Regions from separate parts of the Mus musculus genome. Here region 1 is linked to region 2. A link is a contact called in public targeted proximity ligation data. All regions are on one chromosome and are shown on one strand. The core of a region is the stretch at or near the end of the contact, and the rest is flanking DNA. Distances in the headings are between cores, read along the strand shown.

Evidence for each region.
Region 1: a targeted proximity ligation map of astrocytes shows a contact between it and region 2, with 2.2 times the contacts expected there.

Annotation. Positions count from the first base shown.
Region 1 is chr19:37,205,547-37,210,538 of GRCm38.p6, forward strand. It overlaps Cpeb3 (cytoplasmic polyadenylation element binding protein 3), which reads right to left and starts at 1,925. Exons shown (of 11, transcript NM_001290827.1): 1 at 1,749-1,925. Marchf5 (membrane associated ring-CH-type finger 5) reads left to right here and starts at 1,999. Exons shown (of 6, transcript NM_027314.3): 1 at 1,999-2,358. The coding sequence starts at 2,324.
Region 2 is chr19:36,408,254-36,413,317 of GRCm38.p6, forward strand. It overlaps Pcgf5 (polycomb group ring finger 5), which reads left to right and starts at 1,495. Exons shown (of 10, transcript NM_001368691.1): 1 at 1,495-1,656; 2 at 3,703-3,983. The coding sequence starts at 3,872.

The DNA of each region.
Region 1 (4,992 bases), core at 675-3,174, 800 kb after region 2:
CAGATCTCTGGCCAGCTGGTTTAGGTAACCAACAAGCTCTGGGTTCTTTGAGAAACCCAGTCTGGAGAACAATAAATGAATCTACCCAAAGCTGACCTTAGACTTCTGCCCACATACGTGTACCCCCACAAAAAATAATAAAAGTAGCCTTGTTTGTTGGTACAAGCCTTTAAGCACAGGAGACAGAGGGAGGCAAAGTTCTGAGTTCAAGCTCAGCCTAGTGTACCTAGTGAATTCCAGGGCTGCACGGTGAGAACGTGTCTCAAAATAAATAAACAAACATAAAAATGCATATTTCAGAAATTGGAGGTCGAATAAATTTATGTATTTTATTTATATATCCTGACCATGGACGCACTAGTACAAAAATAGATTTACACAGGTAAGAGCTGATTGTAAAAAAAAAAAAAAAAAAAAAAAAAAAAACAAACTACCTTAAGCAATAATTTTGAAAGCCTTTCGGTTCTGGGTGTGGTGGGCCATGCCTATATAATTCCAGATATGGGGAGCTCTAGATAGGAGGATCTCCAAGTCCAGTCATCCCTGTGTTGCAGATACATAGTCCTTGCCAAGGAAAAACTCAAACAAACAAAAGTAGCTTTGATGGTTACTGTTGTGGGATAGGGTCTCTCTCTGTAACCCGAACTGATTTTGAATTTGTGAAGACCCTCCCAGATCTGCTGGCCATGCCTATGCAGCTTTTTGTTTGTCCTTTTGAGACAGAGTCAAACTAATTAGAGTTAGAGGTTGACCTTGAACTCCTAATCCTTCTGCCTCCTCCTCTCCTGTGCTGGGGTTACGGGATTGGACGCCTACCATATCCTTGATTAATTGATTGATTGATTATTTATTTATTTATTTATTTAGCCTAGGCTACTCTGGAATTCATTATACAGACCAGGTAATCCTTCTGTCTCAGTCTTCCAAGTCTGGAATTATAGGCCTGAGAAACCACTCCAGGCTCAAATTTAAAGAAACATTTTCATTTAAAGAAATAGCAAACGTTTTGTAGAAGTTTAAAAAAAAAAAACAAAAAACCAAAAAACCGTAGGCACAACCAACGGAAAACTAGCAAAACATCCCACCAATCACAGCGCTAAACAATGCCACAGGTCGTCCAAATTACGCATCGGTTTAAGTCAACAACAGCTCGTTTCCCCCCTCCAAAGCTATCCCTTCCGGCGTCAGAGAAGACAGAGGCGTGATTTGTCACTTCTTCCCTTTTTGATCCCTCGGCCGGGATCCACCTGCTTAGAAGTGTCAAGGAGCCTTAGGAATGGTTAACGGTGACCAGCTGCGGAAAGAAACAAACACTCCTGACAACCCACAGCTGAGCAAGCAAGGGCTGTTTATTCAGCAGCGTGTCCCCTTTGGAGGCTGCCCGCAAGCCCTCGAAGGCTGGGCGACAGCACCAGAACCGAGAAGGTTCCTGGACAGGCAAAGTGGTTGCTCGCGTCCCACCCCCCATGCTCTCCTATGTCCCCAACACACACACAGAGGCGCCGGTGCGAACAGTCGGGTTACCCACACGCCCCTCCAGAGCAGCCCCGCACTAAGCCACTTGTCCCTCCCCGAAGATGGGCTCTGACGCGGCCGAGGCTGACCCGAGCGCCCGGCCTCGCGCCGCCGCGGCCCGGCGTACTTGACCCGGCCCAGAAACTGGCCCTCCACGCCGCCACCCCTCACCTGGCTCTGTCCCACCTGAGCGCGAGAGCTGAGGGGACAAGACGCGGAGAAGGGGCGCTGACCTTGTTGCTACTGACAGCGGAGCGCCACATGCTGCCGCTTCCCGGACAGCGGCCCGAAGGACATTTTTTTTTCCCCCTGGAGGAAGGAAACGGGAGGGCGCCGGCCCGGCGGCGGCGGGCACGGCGGCGGGGGTCCCGGCGGGCTGTGCAGCCTCTAGCGGGGACGGTCCGAGGACTACATCTCCCAGGCTGCTCCGAGCCGCCCCTGCGTCGTGACCCCGGCGCGCACGGAGGCGGCGACTCTTACCTCACAGAGGTAGCTCCTCCGCCGGCAGCAGCTCGGCGCCCCGGCGGTCCATGGACCGGAACCCTGGGCGGACCGGCAGGAACCCGGGCCGCGACCGCCGCCTCCCGGCCCCAGGCTCCTCCTCCTCACTCCCCGCCGCCCTCTGCGGTCGCCCGCCGGCCGCGCAGCGCCACCGCGGGCCTCTGGGAGCCACGCCGGGAGGCTGTGTGGCGGGTCCGCGGCCGCCGCGGGACTGAGGCCTACTCCGCCGCCTCTCAGTGCTATTGTCCCGGGGCCTGGCCCTGAGCGGGGCTGCGGGCGAGGGCCGAGCTCGCCGGCTCCGCGGAAGATGCCGGACCAAGCCCTTCAACAGATGCTGGACAGGTAGGAGCAACGTGGGGCCGGGAACTGCCGGCCTTCGTCCTGGGCCTGCCCATGCTGGCCTCGAGGCCCCGAGAGCGGGGATCCTGGCGTCCGCCGAGAGTTCCACGGCCCGGAGGCCGGGAAAAGGGCTCTGAGTTTGGAGGTGGCACTGGGGAGAAGAGCGGGCGAGAGGTCAGGGTCGTAGACTTTGAAACTTAGTTAAAGGAGGGAGGTCTACTTTGGCCGCCAGCCTGTTTGGGTTTTTTTTTTTTGGTTGTTGTTTTGTTTTGTTTTTTGAGGTGAAGAGGCGCTATTGTTAACCCATAGTATTAGTTTCTATTTCTCCCCCTCCTCCCCGGACAATGTAGTAAAGGGGTTGACAGCGACGCCACTGGGAAGTACCCGATTGTCATTCTGGAGACTGGTCCCTTGCACTTTCACAATGCAAGGATAGGCATTCCTTCTTTTAAAGCCTGGGTTTCGTTTCTCTTTCCAACTCCCCCACCACCCTCCCCCAATCCCATCCCTACCCCCAAACCGTAAGGTCAGAATATCCACAAGGGAGCCTTAACGGTCGGTCACACTAGAGTAGAGGTTATGGAAAACAGCCACAAGCATGCAACATTGAACACGTAGCACACTTGACGATCGCTAAGTTCCCAGACACGTTTGGGCTTGTACTGGGACCAGTTGCCCATTCCTGGGGTCTCCAGCCACTAAAACTCTTTGAGAAAGTCTACAGCACTGCCCTCTGCCGTTTAAATTCCAGCCAGTGAGTTTTTGGAAACTAAATTAAATCCACCTTTTCACCAAGGCAGCTGCTTGCTGTTCTGACCAATTGGTCGATCTAATTCATAATGTTTGAGGTTGCTTGCAACTCTAAATAGACTAACTGGCCACCCACTTCAGCAGGTGATGCTCTCAATGCACTTAAGATTCAGCTTTGAAACTTATTAAATGAAGGCCCTCTCTTGATTGAGGTTATAGCCATTAACTACTGGGGCTGGGAGGTGGGCATCAAAGATCCATCAGGGAAGGCAAGAAGTTACACCCTCATATTTTATGACAGGATTTAGCCTAAATCTCTGGTACTTAGCAGCTATTCTGCTACAACTAATGAACTTGTCCGTTTCTCCAGTTGTCTAGAAGTCTGGTCACTTCTCAAGTTTTCCTTTCATTATAATTTATCATACTTGACTAGATGTGTCATACTAAGTATGCCCAGAGAGATTACTGCCTGCCACATCGATTCCAGTTATATGAGACGCAATCCTTGTATTGCGTAGTTAATCATTTGCTCTGATGACATCCCACTTTCACTTTTCCGTGACGACACTTAGAAAAATTCTTCTGTCTAGATGTTGTCTTGGCTTTTCATGTATTCTTCAGAGGTTTTCATAAAAGCCAGTGAGTGCTCATGAAACATTTACAGAAACTTGGGAATTCTGGCTATCCTTTTTAGAATGTACATAACTTAGTCGTTTCCTCTCCCATCACCCTAGCTCACCTCCATCCTCTACCTACCGTTTTCTTCCCAAGTCCTTTCCCATTCCGAGTCCCATCACCCCCTCGTTTCTGTGTGTGTGTGTGCGTGTGTGTGTGTGTGTGTGTGTTCCATTAAATTTAATTAGGATTGTTTGCATAAGCATGGGTCCAGGTTATTTACAAGAGCATGGGCGTGTTATTAGCACAACACTAAATTTACTCCCTCCTCCTCTAGTAGCAGTATCCAAAGTTCAGGGTAGGCCTGGAGTTTTGAGTCCCTCCTCTATCCCTGATGCAATAGTGTGTAGATCTTACACAGATAACCACAGGTACGGTAGGTGTGTAAGCACAAGGCCAGAAGACCAAATGCACAGCGCTCCTCGTCTCACAACTCTTACATTCTTTCTGCCCCCATCCAACTGTTCCTGCCTCTGCCATACTCTGTTTATCCAGTGCCATGCATGCTAGATAAACACTGGTACAACTGAACCACATTCCCATTCCTTACTTTAACACTGATAATGATTCTGGTATATGTAGCCCTACTTGTCTACTTACGCCCTCTACTGGTGTGTCTGAGGTCAGCTACTGTGTACTTATGTATAATACTAAATCTTTGGTCCGAAGCAAGTGGGGCCGACCAGAGCAAGCAGAGATCCTAAAAATTCAATTCCCAACAACCACATGAAGGCTCACAACCATCTGTATAGCTATAGTGTAAGCACATACATTAAATAAATAAATAAATCTTTAAAAAAAAAAGGACCTCTTGAACTTGGAAAGAAATTGTTGTGATGTCCTTTTTCTTCCTATAGCTATCCTTTACCATTAAGAAAACGGAGTCGGCTTTTTAAAAATTGGTTTCCTCAGTTGAAAATTGAATGGTCTGAGAATATGGCTCAGAACATTCTGCCTAGAATGTTTGTAATCCTGGCCTGAAGGGTAGGGGAACTATATATGAAAACACTAGCACTTTGTTTTTCTAAGTTCAAGAGGTCTTAATAAGCAGAAGATACTTGAAACTGTGCCTGTATGCTAGTTTACTAGTCAGGGGAAATTACTAGAAAGATGGAGTCCAAAAAAAAGATAGATAAAAACAAAGTTCAAAAAATAGGTTCTGTAGTGGAAGATAAAAAACAAACCAGAAGAAAAGCTCTACTGGAAATAGAT
Region 2 (5,064 bases), core at 245-2,744:
CTTGCAGAAGTCATCCCAACCTTGAGTCGGAGTTTCAAAAAGGGGTCCTTAAGAGGATTATAATCACTTAAAGCTCTGTATTCTTCCTGCAGCGATATTCAAATGAATTTGTTTTACCTGCATCTAATTTACCTGTTTAGTTATAAAAATGGCTAGTTTTAAAGGCATCCTGTTCTGCCCCGTGCATTTTAAATTTGAGGTATATCTCTGGACACCTGTGCACGCCTGGATTGTTGTTTTGTTCTTGAAGTCACCTCCGCAATCTGTCACTAGCCAGAGGTTCTGCCTGTCTGGAGGAGATAAAGCGAATGCTCTGCATTCTCTCCGAATTCTTCAGCCACCTTTGCTCTGGCTCGTACAAAAGAGATGCTGGAACTGCAGCCCTGATTCTCTTTCTGGTGTGCAAGATTGAAGGTTACTTTGCAGCTTGCGCTTTGGAGAATTCTCCTTTGATATTTGGTTAGTAAGTGATGGCTACCTTGCTTTGCCTAGGATCCTAGGGATCCTAGATTATAGTCTTCTAAGAAGTGAAGTACTGGGTCTAAGTTATGCTCAGTAGGAATTTATGAGTTTGGGGAAAGCAGTAGGAGAGGAGTATAGGTCACCTTTCAAGGAATCCTCCTTTTCTGTTAATGAATGGTGTCTCCGAAGTCTCAAAGTCCACTAGAAAGAGCACTGGGGTTTTTGTTTGTTTTGAACCTTGCAAACAGCAATAAATTTTTACCACTTTACCTGTATTTGTCAGTGATTCTGATTGCTAGACCTATCATACTGCTACAAGTTCAATGGTGATTTCTAAATAAGGTTCATTGCAAGCCAGTGTCTTCATGTCCAGTACGGCCTCGTGGGTCCAGTGTGGAGAACAATGCCTCCTATGAAACTGTTCTTCGATGTCTTAAGTTATATTTATTTATATGAATGTTTGTGAGTTTGTCCTCTGACCTATAGAGGTCAGAGAACAGCTTGCAGGGGTCGTTCTGTCCATTCTCTCCTTCCGTTGAATGCTGAGGACTGAGCAAGTCTCCTCAGGCATGGCTTCAAGTGCCTTTACCGGCTGAGCCATCTCACCGCCCCAAGGAGAAAATTCAGTGAGGTGACTCAGTGCTCAACGCTGACCATTGCTTTTGAACCGGCCAGGCAAAGCGTACTGGTCATTGTTAAGACTGAAAACAACCCTGAGAGGGATGGCGAGGATAAGAACGGAGATAAAATTCGGCCACAGCTACGTGTCACACAGGAGCAACAAGGGTGGGGGGCAGGGCACTCAGGGTGTCCCAGGCGCCTAGGAGGAGCACGAGCCGGCGGGCGTGGGCTGGGGGCGTGGCCGGCGGGAAGGGGCGTGGCCCACGAGGAAAGGGCGTGGGGACGGGGCGTGGTCGGCGAGAGAGGCGTGGCCTGCGGGCAGGCGGGCGGCTCTGGCGGTTGGAGGTGGGTGGAGCTGCCCTTGGAGGCGGCACCGGCCTGGCCCCGAGGCCCGCCGCGCCCTATCGCGCCAGAGCCGAGTGGCCCCGCGGAGCCCGCGCGCTCCCGCCTGCTGGGGGAGGGCGGACAGGGCGCGGGGGACCAGACAGGCCGCGGCGGGCGCTGTTTCTCTTTCGCTTTCCCGGGCTCGGAGGCGGGCGCGCCGGCGGGCTGAAGAGCGGCGGCGGCCGCTGGGTAGGTACCGCGCGGGGGCGGCCCGGCCGCGCGCCAAGTTTGCGCCGGCGGCCGCGGCGCCCCAGACACCTGCCGCGCCGGGCGCTGGAGCCGGAGCCGCTCGGGGGCGGGGCGGGCGCGCGGGGTTTCGGGGCAGCGCTCGGGGGCGGCGCGGCCGGCCCGCGGAGACTCGTCCTGTCCCGTGGTCCCCGCGCGAGTAGCCCCGGCTCCTGAGCCGAGCACCTGCCCGGCGGTGAAGGGCTCGAACCTCCGGGACCCGCGCCGGCTGACGCGGAAAAGTTGCCGCCGGCCGGCCGCGCGACACCGCAAGCGCTCGCTTCCTTTCCGTGTCGGGGTGACAGGGCTCTGGGCTTGGGATTGGGACTGCGTTTCCCACCGGTTTGCCTCGAGCGAGCGCTCACGTAAGTCCTGGGAGCAAGGGAAAGTCGAGAGAGGAGCGGGGACCCAGGCGAGGATATTAATGCTTTGCTGAAGGTCACGAAGGCCAGAACCCCGACATTGCAATTAATTAAATTACACTTTCTGTCATATCCTTGACACTATTTTCCCAAGGAGTAGACGCTCCGAGCTTATACCCTGAACGTTCACAGTGAGGGTGTGCTGCTGGAATGATGCCTTCTAGACTTTTCCAGTTATTTTATACTCGCCTATGTGTTAACAGCCAAGGTAGTGGAAAAGTTTCTGCCTAATGAGTGAGATTCGTGTAGGATGAACCTACTGAAATCAGCATCTTCATTGTTTTCTAAGGTCATCTTTCTTGTAGGGAATTTGCAAAACTTTTTAAATAACCTAACAAGCTAGTGATTAGTAAAATTCTAAGAAGAATTAATGACATTTCTTCAGTTTTCACTGTTCACTATTTCATTTAATCATCGCCTTTCTAGGTCGCTGGAGCTCTTATTTTTATCTTACAAATAAAGCAATGAAATAAATAGCTACTTGAGACTAACTGTGGCTGGTATCTGTTAGAACTTTCTCACTAATAGAGGAAAAAAAGAATGAATTTTGGTAGAGTGCTTGCCTAACATGCACTGTGCCTGAGTTTGATCCCTGTCACAGTGCAAACTGGGAGTGGTGGGTCACACCTGTATTACCGGCATGCTAAAGGAGGAGGAGGCAGGAGGATCAGAAATTGAAGGTCATCCCCTCTAAACCAGGAGTTGTATGCCAACCTGGGCTATAAGAAACCCAGCCCAGAAAAATAAGAATGAATGAATGAATGAATGTTAAATCAGTGAAAAAAAGTAACTGGGGAGAAGTAAGCATTAGCAAATAGGGATTACAGTGAGGATAGTGTCAGAGAGGGACACAGGGACAAGGATGGTGCAGTGATGAAGAGGAAAGGCATGTTGGACAGAAGATAGGAGCCTGCAGAGTTTATATGGTGGGAAGAGTGGTCCTGTCAGTGTACCTGAAGTGTTGAAGGAAAGGTTAGAGTCAGTTTGCAATGGAAACCAATTAGGAATGTGGTTTACATCTCATGGGACAGGCTAAAAACCTTACATGCTTTTTCTGTTTACAGAGAGGAAGCGCCGACTTTTTATTTTTTCTATTTGAGAAGTACTAACTGTAATAAATAAATAGAATAAACCTGATAGCAGAATGTCAGATGCCCTGCCCGGAGGGTATCTGTCTGAAGAGGGGACATGCACATCATGTTGATTTGACTGTTAACTGGACGGAGAGTACAGAATGGAAATAGAGACCCTTTGGTAGGGGGTTGCTGACTTCAGTTGTGAGACTTGGTCGCTTGTATCGGCAGAGGCTCCTGATAGGAAGTCAAGCAGGTAGTAAAAGCCCAGTACTGCCGAGGAGCAGCCTTAACTGGGTTCAGCAGCTTTGGGTGCCATGAGTTGCAGTGGTAATTGAAGCTTCATAACTGGGTGAATTTGGTAACTCTCAATTAAATGAGAGTAGATTTACAGGTTAATTCTACAATAAAGGTTGTGTCCTGCTCATCACATTTTGACCCTGAAAATGTACTGTTAATGATATTAAATGCAGTATAAGAAATGTGATGCCTTCTCTCTGTGACTTTGGGAACAGGTATGAGAAAGAGAACCGCCAAAAGGAGTGAGTGATGCTCAGTGACCTGCGCTCAGGCTGGACGCTCGCGCCTCGGGACTCCTACAGGAACATTGCGCTAGCTCCTGGGAGCAGCTTTGCATCTCCTTAGTGCTCCTCTGCTTCAACTGCTCAAGCCAGCTGACCTCGAATGGCTACCCAAAGGAAACACTTGGTGAAAGACTTCAACCCTTACATCACCTGCTACATCTGTAAAGGCTATCTGATCAAGCCCACGACAGTGACGGAATGCCTCCATACATGTACGTATTTCTGTGTCCTCCGCTTTCTATGTGAAACCCAAATTCACCTAGGCGTGCGTGCGTGCGTGCCTTTAAAACTGTTGTGCTCTGTTTTGGTCTGGATTTTTAAGATTTAGAAAGTAGTCTTAATTACTTTCAAATTAATTTTCAGAATATTTGTCACTGGTATGCTAATAGCATGAAGTTTTCCTATCAGTTGAATCCTAATACATGTTTACTGTGTTTTTTTTTTTTTTTTTTTTTTCAAGACTGGGTTTCTCTGTATAGCCCTGGCTGTCCTGGAACTCACTTTGTAGACCAGGCTGGCCTCGAACTCAGAAATCCGCCTGCCTCTGTCCCCCAAGTACATGTTGACTTTTAAACCCAGTTTGTAAAATGTTCTTTAAAAGGCTTTAAAATGGTTATGAACTTGCAAAAAGCGAAGTATTTCAGATTTTTAATATTTTCAAAAATGACCCTGAAGGAGTTGGCTCGTGCCTCTGACTGATTCCTTCCCCAATCACACTATTGTCGGCATGCCCGGAGCATCTGGTAGAATGCATGTCTACAGGCCTACTTCCTGGGGAGCTCCTGTGCCCAGCATCTGCCTTTCGAAGGGTTGGCTTGGTAATTCTAGAGCACGCTCAAGTCAAGTTTGAGAATGTTGTAATATTGCTGTAGCTGAGGAATTTTTAGGATTTTACTGTCTCCTGCCTTACAGAGGGAAAATTGTTTTTTTTTAACTACTTGTATGAGTATACATACTTTCTGTGCTTTCTGTTACTATAATTTTATTTTCTTATTCAGTGAAACTTAATCCCAGTAGCCTCAGTTTAATATCTATCATACGTTCTAAACTAGATGCTATATGTGTACCAAGGCCATTTTAGCTTTTCATCAATCTTGAAGCAGTTTGCAGTGGTTATAGGGAAAGAATATTTGGATTATCCTAATTTTTATATGTACGAAAAGTAAGCTTCACTAACCGTGCTCACAGCTGTTGAGTGCTGGGCCTGAATTCACATGCAAAGCTGTTCAGTTTCTATGCTTTTTTCATAATTTCCGTTGAACGTGCTCCCTCCCTCACGAATGGATAGACTAT